2 separate regions of the Juglans regia genome follow, and region 2 is linked to region 1. A link is a contact called in public Hi-C data. All regions are on one chromosome and are shown on one strand. Each heading gives the region's core, a stretch centred on a gene start, on an enhancer-like site or on the middle of the called end of the contact. The rest is flanking DNA. Distances are from core to core; before and after follow the strand shown. Region 1 holds the start of LOC108985807. Region 2 has its middle 15 kb from the start of LOC108989128.

What was found. Hi-C and Micro-C count contacts between places; a contact is called where the count stands out from the background.
Region 2: a contact with region 1 is called in a Hi-C map of leaf, with 5 times the contacts expected there. The contact joins the enhancer-like site here to the promoter of LOC108985807 in region 1. A contact is called at or near these places in 2 of 3 Hi-C or Micro-C datasets (both in leaf).

What each region holds. Positions count from the first base shown.
Region 1 is chr8:2,597,131-2,599,830 of Walnut 2.0, reverse strand. LOC108985807 reads right to left here and starts at 1,262. Exons shown (of 6, transcript XM_035693104.1): 1 at 1,064-1,262; 2 at 671-968; 3 at 162-218. The coding sequence starts at 841. LOC108985806 (probable glycosyltransferase At5g03795) reads right to left here. Exons shown (of 5, transcript XM_018958237.2): 5 at 1,751-2,700. The coding sequence ends at 2,072.
Region 2 is chr8:2,643,149-2,645,848 of Walnut 2.0, reverse strand. No RefSeq gene overlaps it. Among protein-coding and RNA genes, the nearest start is that of LOC108989128, 15 kb to the right of the region's middle. Within about 2 kb of position 1,333, the one cell type or tissue checked has open chromatin away from gene starts, as enhancers often do. A contact at or near this core is called in leaf, where this site is marked.

The DNA of each region.
Region 1 (2,700 bases), core at 13-2,512:
GACCAGAACCCATTGAGGACCACATCCATATGACAGCTCCCCCCTTAAAAAAAACCACATCCATATATAACCCAATCCACCAAAAATCACTGAAAACGACACAGAAATTCCAAAATCCAGGTCACCCCATCCATTGCCATGGGCACTTTATTCTCTCTTACTTTGGTAGTTGTCTTTGTTGTTGTTTTTGCTGATGCTGATGCTGTTTTCGATTTTACCTTCACATTTAGCAAAACTAATTAAAATTTGCAGCACTCAATATGAGATTAATGCAATTGATAGGGAGAAGGAGAGGTTTTCAGATAACCAGGACCAGACTCCATTGAGAATTACCTCCATATGATCCCCCCCACACCACCCCCCCCACCCCCCGGTGGCGCCACGAAAAACCCAGTTCATTGCAAATTACACAAATTGATTTAGAAAACCAAACCTATATAACCAAATCCACCAAAAATCGTTAAAAAACGAGTCAAACGACCCCGAAACTTCAAAATCCAAATCCTCCCCGTCCACTGCAAATTCAAAGGCATAAAGACCACATACAAATAAATTCCTTAACCCGACATACCCAGATGGCACAATTGAGAAACAACATCATTGTCCGCTAGACAGAACACAATCAAACAAATCTCGATCACAAAAAGCAATGAACTTTCAAAATGGGTACCTCAGTTTTTACAGCTGTAGTCACAGATTTCTGCTTTGAATCAACAGGCTGCTTGTTTGAGCTCTCAATCTTCTTCTTGTTGGCAGAAGAAGAATCAACCTTTGCTTTCGAAGAACCATCTTGATGGCTCGGCTTCACCCTCACCACACTGCTTTTTGTTACTGTGGCCATTGATATTGAAATTAGGTAAAGCTTAGCTATTGATCTGATAATTCCTTCCTTTTTCTTCTTCTAATTGCTTAGTCCTCTCATCAATTCATCAGCTTTCTATTGTCTCCCCGACTCCCTGGAATAATCTCTATCTAACTCGGGAAAAATCAATCAGTACTTACATATACAGTTAATTAAAAAAATAGAAGAAGATAGAGATAGAAAATAGGAAAAGTGTCAGACTTGCTGGGTTTTTGTTTCTGCTTTTGTTTTTCCCCTCAGCTGTCAGATTTGCTGGTCGAGGCTGTTTCACTGCTTTGTAAGGTTTTCCGAGTTTTCGACGGATTAAAAGAGGAAAGGTTTGCTACGTTGTACCGTGTAGCTGTAGGCGTTGATCAGTTGTGAAAGCCCTGTTTTGTCCTCCTGATACACAAAGTTGAAGTCCAAGTCCAATAATGGAGCAATATTGACGGTCAGAATAGAGAGCAGGACCATCTTAGCATGAAGATGCCCGCTTCTTACCTTTTTTCTAACAGTAAAATATTGTGTTTTACATGAGACACCGACTTTCACGTGAACGGTAGTTGGGACTTGGGAACAACCATGAAGACTTTTACCGTCACTCTTTAACGGTTTTAACGGAGTATTCTTACCCGACAATGATACTTCCAACTGGTTAGCTACCCGTTCACAATTAAGACAATAAAATTATTTTATAAAATTATAAAATATTTTTTACATCACATTTTTATTAATTTTTTAAATATTTTATTATTTTTAGTTATAAATTAGTTGTAAACAAGTCTAACCCTATCATTATTTTTAGTTATTCTTCTTCTCATCAACTATTATTTACCATCCCACATCCTCCACCTTATAAAAAAACTGTAGATGTAGAGTGTGAGAGTGAATGATAGCTGATAAATAGAATTCCTCTTAGCTACATAGCATTACTCTGGGAAAATAAATTTATTAGAAATGTGAAATGTTCAAAGGAAACTTGAAAGAACTAAAAAATTACCACCGAATTTTCTGCCGTTCGACAAAGGAGAGAAGCAGTACTGATAAGTGAGAAAGGTATATATTCAGCAAATTGACTTTGTTGTTCTAAGATATATACATCGACGAATTTACTAACTGTTCTTGCACCAAAACCACCCTCCTTTTCCTTAATATTCTACTTTTCCCAGCACGGGTTCTCTGAATCCAACAACAAAAACACAGTATGTATATCTCTGCAATGTTTCTTTGTCATCTGAGGCTTATTAGATGAAGTCTGTTGTACCAAACAGAGTGGAGAACCAGATGAAAGATATCATACTTCTCAGGCTTGGCATGCCAAAGAAAATGTTTTTGTACCTTTTTCACCCCCATTTGCATCTCGAGATACCTCTTCTCTGGGATCGAAAGGAGTATACTCTTCAAATTCGGAATATCCTTCTCCAAGATAAAAACAGCAAAAGAATCCCAGTTCAAAACTTCAAAAAATGGGGGCACAAAATTGTCAGATATAATCACAGGGACACACTCATAAAATATGGCCTCTACGACGCGTGGGCTGTTGACTTCATAACCTTTTGCACATATACAATACTTGCTGTTCTTCATATGACGGATATAGTTCTTATTGCCCTTGGACTTGGGCATTCGACCAAAGATTTTCATGTCAGGATCTTTGTTTTCCCAGTGCTGTAATAGAATTGGCCGCACGTATCCATGCATGCTTCCTGCAAAGAAAGCAAGAATTGACCTCTGGGAAGGAGGTTTGCCTCCAAGATCCCGGAGTGGACTCCGAAACGAGCGTACTAATGTTTCTGGAAGAGACACATCCTTCCCTAAAACAAAACCTCCTTTGACATCAGCATTGCAGAGAGCTCTTA
Region 2 (2,700 bases), core at 84-2,583, 46 kb before region 1:
AGCTGCGACAATCATTGCATCCCACGGTGGGATTCCCACCCATTTTCTTATCTACCCAGCCCTGCCAATCCAGCATATCAATATATAAATTATTATATTTTTAAATCTGTGTACAGCATATAACCTGTCTTATTTAAATAATAAAATTTAATTTTTAAAATTTATCTTTTAAATTAAATTAATATAATATAAAAACCTAAAAATAACCGTATTTACCTTGACCATTTACCATGTGCGTAGACTAGGTGAATTTGGATGTTGAAGTGAGTTGAGTTGAGTTGCGTTGAGTTGAGATGATAAAATATTATTAGAATATTATTTTTTAATATTATTATTATTTTGAGATTTGAAAAAGTTAAATTGTTTATTATATTTTGTGTTGGAATTTTAAAAAGTTATAATGATGAGTTGAGATAAATTGAGAGTAGTTTATGTTCCAAACGCACTCTAAGGCTTCGTTTGAAAGTTGGGTTCATCTCAACTCATCATTATAATTTTTTTAAATTTCAATATAAAATATAATAAACAACTTAACTTTTTCAAATCTCAAAATAATAATGATAATAAATAATAATATTCTAATAATATTTTATCATTTTAACTCAACTCAACTCACTTCAAAATCCAAACCACCCTAAGATGACAAGGTCGACTTGGCAGTACATACGTACTCTAGCTATTAAGTTCTCATTTGTTTTATGAGATGAAATAAATTAAAATTAAAAATTAAATAAAATATTATTAAAATATATATTTTAAATATTATTATTTTAATATTTAAAAAATTAAATTATTTATTTTATTTTATATAAAAATTTAATAAAATTATAATAATTATATAAAATGAGAAGAAATATATTATAAAAATAAACGAGATCTAAGTATTATACCTACATGTGCCGTGCATGTATATGTACGTATGTATTGTGTATGTATCCTTTGAAGGATTAACAAGCCAGGTTGGTCATGTACTGATCATGGATTAAACTTTGAAGCAACAGAGCTTTCTTTAGCTTAGATTTTTTGGTCACAACAAAGTGATATAACATGTCGATGTTATAATATTATTTGTTTTTATTGCGAACGGTAGCTTCTAATAAATAATCGGCAATATGATTGATATCTTAATTAATAATACGTACACGTGACTTGATAATTGACTTAGCATATACTATATAGTAGTACATTTTTTTTAGCTAAATTCTTTTTTTTGAGCATATAGTAGGACATTTTATTATTGCGTACATATAATATATATATATATATATACACGTCATTCTTATGAATTTTGCACGTTATTAATCATTTACCAAATATGCCATCATCATGCTGCATCAGTGCATCTTGTCGGCCTTTCAAACTTGAATAGGACTTTCATCAAACTTCTATTTTCTTTCAGCTTACGTCATATATATATATATATATATATATATATAAATAAGAGTTAATTTGTACCATCCGCTGTCCAAGTGCTTCAGATATTTATATCAAGCACCATCATCCTATTTATGCCAGAGTTTCAACCAACCTTTTCTCTTTTCAAATCTCCAACAATCATATTCATCCGTTTAGATACAAGATTAATTTGAATTTAGAGATAAATTGAGATGATTTATAAATAGTAAAATAAAAATTAAATTATTTATTATATTTTACATAAAAATTTAAGAAAATTATTTTAAAATTTAAAAAAATTAAATTATTTATTATATTTTATATAAATTTGATAAAATTATAATAATGTGATGAGTTGAGGTAGATTTTGAATTCAAACGAGGTAAAGTCACCTCACTGTGTCATTCTATCTCATCTAATTTAATTATTACAATTTCTTCAAATTTTTACACAAAATATAATAAACGATTCAACTTTTTTAAATTTTAAAACAATAATAATATTACAAAATAATATTTAAATAATATTTTTTACAACTTATATCTTAATTCATCTCATCTAAACTCACTATCCAAACCTCACCTGAATCATGTATGATAGTATGTGTTCTACAATATTGATTTTCTTTTTTAGAAAAAAAAAAAAAAGAAAAAAACAGATTTTACCAATTAAACAGTATATATACACTACTTGTCCGAACAACTTCAATTCTTTCTCAATATTTTTAATTATAAGTCTCAATGCTCTAACAGACTAACTCCCACATTTGCTATAGACCAAATTAAAGTCGTAAATTAATGAACGTAATTGTTCATAAACAAGTCATGAACTTGATTTATTTCATGAATGAATTGTTGGTAAACGTTAATTTTGATTGATATGTTAAATGATTAAAAACTTGTATGAACTTCGTTTGGATCATCAATTTAGCTAGCATAAAGTCCTTTTGTATAAGCTTGAATATTGAGACTCAAGCTCAACTCAAAATCTTTCTGCCTTTCCATTTAAATAGAGTTATTTAATTACTACTATAATTGAATTCTATTTCATATTTATATAATAAATTGCTAAAAGAGATCACTTTTTCTCCCCTCTCTGCATGAAAGAGCGCCGGGCAAGAAAAAATTGACGAAAGGCAGCCGGGGGGAAAAAAAGAATCGAAAAAGTAGTGAAGTTTACGGTAGTGGACATGCCACGAAAAGGAAATATCCTACTTTCATATATATATATATATATATATATATATATATTTCTTTTTCCATATTTCTCATTTCTGTGATCAAGTTTATAGTGCGCGTCTTTCTC